Regions from separate parts of the Gossypium arboreum genome. Here region 1 is linked to region 2. A link is a contact called in public Hi-C data. All regions are on one chromosome and are shown on one strand. Each heading gives the region's core, a stretch centred on a gene start, on an enhancer-like site or on the middle of the called end of the contact. The rest is flanking DNA. Distances are from core to core; before and after follow the strand shown. Region 1 holds the start of LOC108463661 (heavy metal-associated isoprenylated plant protein 24-like). Region 2 holds the start of LOC108468093.

Region 1 (5,437 bases), core at 793-3,292, 320 kb after region 2:
TTTGAATTATTTGGTTTTTTCCATTCGACCCAATATTCAGCTGTTTCTTTCAAAAACCAACTAAAACACTCACTGCAGAAGCATAGAGAATTGGCAAGGCAAGCAGTGAGGAAATCACTTGTACTATTGAAAAATGGAAAGCCAGGAAATCCACCTATTTTGCCTCTCCCAAAGAATGCTGGCAAGATAGTTGTTGCAGGATCCCATGCTAACAATTTGGGCTATCAGTGCGGTGGTTGGACTATAGAATGGCAAGGAGTCAGTGGGAACAACTGGACTGCAGGTATAGTTATCATAAATAATTTTAAAACAAAAACATAACATACACCATATACTCTACAATTCAATTGTATTGAACAGGAACCACCATCCTGGACGGCATCAAAGCCACTGTTGACAAACGCACCAAAGTGGTTTACAAGAAGAAACCTAGCGATACCTACTCTAGCAAGGGAAAGATGGACTATGGGATAGTGGTGGTTGGTGAGGTACCTTACGCAGAGACAAATGGTGATAGCCAAAACTTGACCATCCCTGCTCCAGGTCCGGCAGTGATCGAGAACGTTTGCAAGGAAACCAAATGCGTGGTTATCATCGTGTCAGGGCGTCCGGTTGTGATAGAGCCATATGTTGACAAGATAGACGCCCTGGTAGCGGCTTGGCTACCTGGAAGTGAAGGACAAGGGGTGGCTGATGTCCTATTTGGTGACTATGGATTCACAGGCAAGCTAGCTCGTACTTGGTTTAAGAGAGTAGATCAGCTTCCTATGAATTATGGGGATCCCAAATATGATCCACTTTTTCCTTTCGGTTTTGGACTTGAGACTAAGCCCATCCCTCCCACTAAAAAACCTGAGTTATAAATAAAGAATAAATGATAGATAAACCAACTTTAGTTTTTTTTGATAATTTTTCCTTTTGGGTAAATCAAGTGTCACTGAAGGAAAAGAAAAAACACCATTGCCTCTTCTCACAACAATAGAGGATGATGTTTGTGTTTAGCTGATCTTATTTTACTAAACTTTTTTTATTAATATAATTATATTTTCCAGAGGAAAAAAACAGAAGGACAACTATAGAGACGATGCTAATACACATCAAATCAATAATTGTCCCAAAGCTACTCATACAGTTCCCCTCATTTGCTCACAACGTAGCACAAAATCTCCAAGAAAAATTTGTGTTGCAAGTAAAACTTTACAATCCTCTTATTACCACTTGTTATTATTATTAGTGTTTTACATGATGGAGCAAGCATTAGGGTTATCATCACTGAACAAGTTGGTGTAGCGGTTGTCAATGGTGGTCTCAGAAACGGTGGCACTGGCCGGAACCTTCCTGACATGATTGGGAGGAGCTTTCTTGTCGTAAGCTTGAGCCACATAAGGATTAGCCACCAGAGTGTAAGGCACATAAGGCCACAACTCCACCTTCTTCTTGGTTGACTGCGCCGCCGCCAGTACTTTCTTTGCCTCTACGTAACCCGTCACGGTGGCCTTTTGTTGTTTTAAGTCCACGTCCACAGACTTTGCCCCTACCAAAATCCAGCATTAATTTATAGTGATTGATTCATAATTTATTTGGTATATGGTAAATGAAGATTACCCTTTACGCCGGAGAGGACCTTCTTGACCTTACGAGCACAACCTTCACAATCCATCCTGATTTTGAGAGCTACAGTTTGAATTTGCTTCTTCTTCTTCTTCTTCTTCACGCTGCTAAGCAAATCAGAGATGTATTCCAAGGTGCCTTCTACTCCCATCTTTTGTAATATGATTTGAAGGATTAGTATACTGGATTTTGATCCAAACAAATAAAGAACTATATATATAAGATGGGTCAAGTCTTGGGTTGAAGACAAGGACTATTCCACACTACCTTTCGTCTCAAATGGATATATATAAAAATAAATGCAAAAGAAAGAAGCGTAAAGACTAGAAAGTAGGGAAGTGGGATACTCTTGGTCGCCATGGAAACCTTTGCATGCATGGATTTATAGAGAGAGAATGTAATATTTAACCGAACAAATAAAACATCTTAATTAAGGTGATATATATTGAGTTTAATTTTAGGAGTATAAGATATTAAAAAGTGGGGTTTCTCCTGGAAACTCCACGAAACTTCCTTGGGACATACAGGATTTTCGCCCTTTTCACTCTTTTTTCTCATGGAGGAACCAACACTAAAGTTTTTTGCTTTATAAAAATCTTCCCTTTAAACCTTCACTTTTTCCTTGATTTTTTATATATAACCTTATGTTGATGGAGAATATTAGAGAAAAAAAAGTGTTTAATTAGATGTTTATTAAGAATTACGTATTCAGTAAAAGGAAATTGAAAATTCAATCCAATTCACTCAATAACAGAGTTTAATGCTTTAGAAATACTAATTAATGTGAAAGCCAAGCAGGTGAAAGTGCCCCATGGAAGGAGACAAAAATATACATAAGTTTAAAAAACAAATATTACCTTCTAAAACCCCATCTAAAAGTAGATCAAATTAAAAACCCTTCCATAAATCTCTTTACTTTTTCGAAAAATCAAACCAAATTTTCTTAAAAAAAAGGCATACTTAATAAATGTTCCAACATTAAAAATTCATCGATTAAATCTTTTGACTATTGATTTTTGTTGTTTACTATAACTATAGCTGCTCAACTAGGTGTCGTAATATTGAAATGGCCACAAAATTCAAACTTTTCAAAAAGTAAATATTATTTTAAAAATTAAAAATTTATTTAAAATTGGGTTCAGAATAAACCTAAATAAATATGTATTTAAGTTTATTTTAATCTAGATAATTGTTTATCTATATTCATTCAAGATATAATTTTAAAAAATTTCAAAATATATTAAAAATTATACGCATCATAATTCATTTAAGATCATATTTAAATGAACCCGACGTTCATGCTCAAGTTCATTTTGGACTTCAATTTTTGAATTTTGCACGTTAATAACAATAATTATTAACATCGATTATCACATAAATATTATGACAATTAAATTGATAATTGTTAATTGAGATGTCAACACAATAATAGTCAATGATAGTTATTATTTAAAAATTCAATTGATAGATTTTAATATCAAATTTAATTGACTTTTTGAAAAAATAATAATGCTTATTAACCCTTTAACCAATCAATAAATATATATTTTAAAAATAAATTAAGTGTGGAATAACGCCAAATTAGAAGTAAAGAACAAATAGTAGGAAAGATTTGTTTTCAACGAAATTATGTAAATGTTCAATATACATGGAATGGATTGCGATGGCACCAGCAGTTGCCACGTTCATGCCAGGAGATATGAAAATGACACGTGGATATAGAAGATTCTTAAAAGGAATTGATTGCCACGTGGCAGAGAAAATTACTGATTGGATAGGGTTAGCTTTGGACTTGTTTGAAAGGAGTGTGCTATTAGTGTCCCACTAAACAAATTTGATTGGTTGAGTGCATTGGGCGGTGGGATAAATATAAAATTATACTTGTATTAAGTCTTAACTTAATTACTATACGTTGAATATTTTAAAATGTATTATTTTTTTATTTATGAGTTGAAGAAAGATTATGAAAGAAAGATTATGAATAATTATAAATATTGTGTTAAAAATATATATAATTTAAATTTATTAATATATATATATATATATATATAAACAAAAGTTGCACATAAATTACTACCTTTCTTCAATACATGAGATTGCTTGACAACTTAACTAAATTCAATCATCACCAAGAATTTGGTTTTGTAACTTTTAGGTAAAAACCAGTGCAGTGTATCTCAATTTTGGAAGCTTAATTCACCTTTTTGAAAAATTAGAAATAATTTAATTTTGTCAATTTTAAAAATAAGTAATTAAATGTGGTTAATATTTTTCATCAATTTTACATAATTTTAATTGATATAATAAATTTAATTGTGAATGTTTATACATTTTATCAATTCGGTCATGGTTGGTCAATTTTACTTGCAGTGTGTAAATTTATAAATATTGAGGCTAAATTTGTTAATTTTTTTATAATCAAGATCAAGTTAATAAAATTTGTAAACATTGAGAGTTAAATTTATTATTATACCAATCAAAATAATGTAAAATTGACGAAATACATTAATTTTATGATTAATTATCCAAAATTTCTCACTTTCAAAATTTAGAGGATAGAAAAATTATTTTTGCCTAAAATTTGTCGAGCCTTATAAAAGAAACCATTTACTATTTCTTCTTTAAGTTGAAGCACGGAATCTTTCAAGTTTTTAATTTATGAATGATACTAAAATTTTATTTTTTTTATAGAGAGATAGATATTGTTGATGTATGAGTTTAATAAGGAGGAGATACAAAAGAAAATATGTGATAGTGTTGATGGAAGCTTGTTCACCCTCTCTAGCGAAGGGTTGGAGAGTAAAGAGAGTGGACATGATGGAAGTGGAGGATAAAGTGGCAGAGTGCAAGATAAAGTGTTTGGAGAGTCGATCTCTGCTCCATCATTTTGGGGACTATTTATAGGTGTGGTCCCATGTTAAGTAACATTAGCGTGGCGGATTCGCTATCAGACCATCATTGTAGGACCCATGGGGTGGATGTCCATGATGGGACGAGTATCCTTGTGATAGAATGTATTTTGTCATTCCTTTTAATTCATTGTACAAAATGGTTGAACGCACGTTAAGTTTGTGACCTAAAGGATCACGTTCTTAACAAAAGACTGAGTGCCTGAAGGAACGAGTGGTGGTCTCCTTTCGTAAAGAACAAGTGACTTTTTTCCTCGAGCAACTGCCTCCTACCAAGCCGGATAGCTAAGTCGGAAGGTAGAGCTTCTGATGGTCTCTTGGTTCTTCTTGGGTGGGGACACTCCTCAAATGACCTATCGCACTGTAACGTATCCTAAGTTAAAAGAGGTATAACAAATTCCCATGCTCATGAGACAAATCTATGATTGTATCAACAAATTCAACAGAATTAACGTGAATTATTACGCATATATAATAAATAATCATTAAGAAAGAAAACTGTTCTACATTTAGACATTGGGTATTGATTAATATCCCTACCAGAGTCTGTGAACCACAGCCATAAGAATGAAGTTCATAAATTATACCAACCTAATTTGGGACTCATAACAAGTAGCATATCTCCATTTTGCAGCAGGGAAATCAATTTTATTGCCATCCTTAATTAATGAACATTTGTGGTGAGACCCCCCGGGTAGAGACCCTAGTGGCCCAGTCAAATACTTGTTTTGTAAGCAAGCAGCTGTATCATAATACTTGGCAATCCCTGATACCATACCAGTGTTATCAACAAACTTGCCGTCGCCATCACTGTTACCACCTTGGTCTGCTAGGAAGGAATATCATCAATTATTTTCCCCACCACCTTATAAATTTAGGTGAACTGCCAAATACTCTGATAATTATTAGTCATTTAT
Region 2 (4,901 bases), core at 835-3,334:
CTGTCTGCCAAGTCCATAACACTGATGTTTGTTCACATCCATCACAAATCAGAATCGGTGTTGATTTAGATCTAATCTCTTTCTTTTACTAAATTCAATTCTTCTAATTTACAGATATGCTAACCACATTCACAAATTCATGGCCAGATAAAATACCCAACTGTACTTAAATATTTAATATGAACTGAAAACTGTTCATCTTTTCTTCGTTTTGGTCTTACCATTACAGAAGAGTGAGCCAAACCCAAAAAAGCTTACAGTTGCATTAGAAATGATTGGATTTGGAAGATTCAAAATAGGACTCACTCGAACTCCATTCCCATGTGCTCCACAACTCTTCTTTAATGCAGGCTTTTGTGTAGAATTACCATAATAAGTATAATAAAACGTACCAGAAGAAGAACTTGACACTGATGATCTTCTTGTCAAAGATGGCTGTTTCTGGGTTTCTTTTGGAATTGGAGTTGAACCTGTTGAATTACTGCGTGTAAGAAATTGAAGTGACCGGATTAAGCTTTTACTTCGACCACTTTCACAGTTGAGACTACTGCTTCTGTTAAACTGCCAGAAAGATTTGGATGAGGCAGGCTTATCATCTTCATCAATGCTCATTAATAGAAATTCTTTCAATCTTTTCTTCTCTGGGTTATCTGTTTTGATCTGCTGGGGTGAAGAACGAACAACAGCAACAGGTTGGAGTTGACGACGAACCCGATTCGCAACCACAGCTTTTTCCTTTATCTCAATTGGTCGAATCTTGCCATTGGAAAAGAGCTCATCAGCTGAAGGGAGTTCTTGAACGAAACTATTATTGACAAAACAGAAATCGAAATCCGATGTTGGATTTAAGAGTGATGTGTCTAATCTCTGATGATGACATTCTTCAATGGAATCTACCCCATCTTCTTGGTCGAGATCGTCAGAAAACGAGATTCTTGGGCTTGAAATCTCTGCCAAAACTTCAATTGCCATAGTTTAAAACCATGTTTCAATCTATATGTAACAATGGCGAATGGGAGAGAGTAGAAAAGAAGTGTACAAAGTTGTGGAATTCAAGCACCGAAAGGATAGAAAAGGATCTCTTTTTTGGGTTTCCAATGAAACTTTTACTTTAGGCATGTAACCTCTAAGAATTGATAGATAGCTTCACCTTATAATTGTTTGGATTTCACTGTCTTTAACTTCTACTTTATTAATAATTTAAGATGAAGAACTTGGTCCACTGTGTATCAAAACCTTCAAATCTCAATTAATCATCTACTTTTATTAATTGGATCTGATCTAATTGTATTATATAATTAAGATAATATCCATTTTAGTCATTTGGAACTTGTTTTTATAATTTTATAATTATTTCCTTATGTGCCCACATATACACAATAATGTCCCTTGCATTTCAATAATTTGAAATAAATAAATATCTATATATATATATATATATATATTTGTTTTAAACTCCATATTTCAAGTATTTTTACATAGATTTAAGTATTTTTGGGTTGAGGTGTATTCAGTAGAAAGTTTCTTGACTTTTACAATGCACTTTGAATTGTCTTATTTTGAATTATTATACTCAAGTTATGACCATTTTAATAAAAATTAAGGGAAGTAGAAAATTCCTAATAAGCTTTTAATTATAATAGATTCAATTTTAAGGCATAAATTTTGATTATGTATAAGCCCAATAATATATTTATTAAATTTTATATTTTAGACATTTATTTATTTCAAATTAATTGGTATTTTAGATTAATTCAGCTGGTTGGAGATGTAAAGAAAAGTGATTATGCGGTTGAATATGATAGATGTTAAAGAGTCGAGTAATTAAGTATTCTTACCATGTTTGCAATTCATGATGGTGTTGGAGTTTTGTTGCACAAGGTCGGGAAAGGTTGTTTGTTCAATCTTGGTGAGCTTTTGGGACATGCAATGTTAGAAGAGAAAGGAACCTGTTTGATGAAACAAAAAGAGATGACCACTCCAGCAGGTGAATTGGAAGAAGAATGATTGTTTAGGTATTAAATGCAAAAATAAATATAATTAAATCATGATTTAATACTTTTCAACATATGGCTAACTTTCATACATCATTTCATATTAGAATCATAGCATGAACGTGGCCATAAAACAAAAAGGCTTAGTAAAGGGTTGATGATAGCAGTTGTAGGCAAAGAGACATCCCAGCCTTTGTTGTGACCCAAAGCTATTGGGCATAAATTAAATAACCCAACATCCTGAAGCTGAATTTGTGCCCCAAACCCTAATAAACCAGGTTTTAAAACTGTAGGTCGTGCTATCGAAAGAACCCAGGTTTAGATTTATCAGCAACAAAGCATCAGTGTCAAAGAAAGGCAGGTTACCGTTACAAGACAAAAGCTGGTGTGGTGTTACAGGCAAGTTTCTCATTCCTCCGACATGTATGAATATTTGTAATTTCAGTTTGTTATGCTAGAAGAAAGCCCGAATCTAAACCAGTAAACCCTCCACAAAACCCCACGAGAAGAAAAAAAAGGAAAAAACAATGGCACCGCCTATAATCAGATCTCTAATCGCATTCTCTCTGAATAAATCATGCCGTTCTCGTAAACCCATTTCTTGTTACTCCATCTCTTCTGTTTTCTTCTCATCTTCACCCACCCAGGAATCGAGAGCTTCCCTTCCTTTAGCGGATCACTTGGTTGAGAAACACAGCTTTTCCCCTGAACTTGCCGTCAAGACTGCATCTTCCCTAACCTATGTGAAGGATCCTCGTAAGTGTGATACTATAATTTCCTTCTTGAAAGAAAGCGGTTTCTCTAAATCCCATATTGAAGCAGTGGTCAAAAGAAAGCCTAACCTTCTATATTCTAGTCTTGAGAAAACCATTAAACCCAAGTTCAAGATTTTCCAGGATTTAGGATTTCCGACCCATGATGTTGCTGATATTGTAGCTGGTGATCCCTGGATTTTGACTAGAAGCGTGGATGATAGGATTGCACCTTCTATTTCCGATTTAAAGACTGTTTTAGGATCGAATGATGATGTTCTTAAGTTATTGAAAACTTCAGCTTGGTTTCTCAAATCTGATTTGCAAAAGACTATGATGCCTAATATAGAGTTCTTGAGAAATTGCGGGATTTGTTCGTCACAAATTGTTTCATATGTGTTCAGCTTTCCTAGATTTTTCTTGCTTAAACCTGAGAGCATTAAGCAGTTTGTTGAAAGGGCGGATGCCTTGGGGTTCGATAGGAAGTCAAATATGTTTCTTGCTGCTATTAGGATGTTAAGTTCAATGAGTGAAGAGAATTGGGAACTCAAATTGAATCTTTTTAGGAAATTGGGTTTCTCTGAAGATGATATCATGTCTACTTTTAGGAGGACACCACAGGTGTTTGCTGTATCTGAAAGGAAGATTAAGCAAGTCACTGACTTTTTGCTTAATAGAACGAATGTAGGTATTTCATTTATAATAAGCCACCCAATGGTGCTTATTTGCAGCCTTGAGCGTAGGCTGAAGCCTCGGTTACTGGTTATTGAGACTCTGGAAAGTAAGAATTTGCTAAGAAGGAAAGTTAGCATGACTACAATTTATAAGATGCCTGACAAGAAGTTCAGAGAGAAATACGTTGTTCCTTACTTAAAAGAGCTCGAGGAAGTATCCATGTCTATTGTGGGCACTTAATTGTTAATTTTTGTATAGTTGAGGGCACATATCAAATCTTTGATGTACTATGGGTTCATAATCCCGTTTTTCTTCATGAAATTGGTTGTTCAAGTCATTTAATCCATATTTTAGTAAAGCAATGTTCGACAATTTAGATGGTCTTTAAGCAGTTTGTAAGATTTTACTTCGCAATAGTCGAGTCTTTTGTTGGATAACTCCAATACTGTTTCAATACAACAGACAAAATTGTAGTTGATTGTTTTAGACTTTTAGTCATTGTTTCCAGTCTCTGCACAATGCACATCCACTTGTGATGGTTCCTGTATTTGCTGCTTTCTAATGTTATTTATATACTCACACTGATGGTTTTAGGGCGTCTGTTCGTACTGGTAATTTTTAGAAACTTTTCATTTTCTTGCCATTGAATATCTATTCTGATATGCCATAGTTTCGTATGTGAATGGTCATTTGCTGCTGCAGGCAGGTTGCTAACCTTAAATGCATTTTGGATTGACCTATTGCAGGTCACTGTAAATCATGCTTTTGATCAATTGAATGAGAACCAGTGTTTTGCGAAGCTGAATTATTTTTAGTAAGGAAATTGCATGGATCTTTCTTTTAAACAAATAGGAATGCAGAAACATGTTAAAGATTGTTTTGAAGGGAAAAGCATAGTAAAAATGAATTTTAAGAGTTATGTCAAAGGAAAATGAGATCTTGAAGTGGCACTTATTGAGAGACTTGGTTTTTAACTTGTGGCAAATCATGGGATTTTGTTTTAGTTTGAAATGGGATCATTTGTATCTCAAATCTCCAAAGGATGAATTCTAAATGATTGCATATTTTATTATGCAGGGCTAGCCTTATCTTTGAGGTACAGTTACTGTCCTGCAAACCACAGAAGGTTCTGGTCTTTGTTAGGGTTGTACTTTAGCAGAGTCAAGCTTGATTCAAAACTTGCTGCTTGGAGCTTAATTTGAGCTCTATCAATAACTATTTATCCATGCAGGGGTGAAGGTACATGCTACTAACACCCGGTTATTTGTGCTAGTCCTAAATTAGATGAACCTAAACTCTCATGGCAGAATTTTAGGACTGTTGTGGATTTATGCCTTGGCTCGTGACTAAGGCCTTCAATGAGATTATTTCTCCTTGGGAGAGGGCATGTCCCCATCTCTTACTCGATATGTTGGTCCAAGGGAAAGTTAACAACACTGTAACTTCCTTTTCTCGATCCAATAACAAATCCGAATAAAAT

What was found. Hi-C and Micro-C count contacts between places; a contact is called where the count stands out from the background.
Region 1: a contact with region 2 is called in a Hi-C map of leaf, with 5 times the contacts expected there. The contact joins the promoter of LOC108463661 here to the promoter of LOC108468093 in region 2. A contact is called at or near these places in 2 of 5 Hi-C or Micro-C datasets (both in leaf).

Annotation. Positions count from the first base shown.
Region 1 is chr2:107,929,238-107,934,674 of ASM2569848v2, forward strand. LOC108463661 (heavy metal-associated isoprenylated plant protein 24-like) reads right to left here and starts at 2,043. Exons shown (of 3, transcript XM_017763562.2): 1 at 1,879-2,043; 2 at 1,606-1,762; 3 at 1,009-1,534. The coding sequence starts at 1,989. The coding sequence ends at 1,239. It also overlaps the pseudogene LOC108463650.
Region 2 is chr2:107,612,196-107,617,096 of ASM2569848v2, forward strand. It overlaps LOC108468093, which reads left to right and starts at 2,085. Exons shown (of 1, transcript XM_017768954.2): 1 at 2,085-4,017. The coding sequence starts at 2,522. The coding sequence ends at 3,661. LOC108482619 reads right to left here and starts at 1,233. Exons shown (of 1, transcript XM_017785748.2): 1 at 65-1,233. The coding sequence starts at 972. The coding sequence ends at 196. LOC108468104 (a long non-coding RNA gene) reads left to right here and starts at 4,162. Exons shown (of 2, transcript XR_001868964.2): 1 at 4,162-4,235; 2 at 4,499-4,901.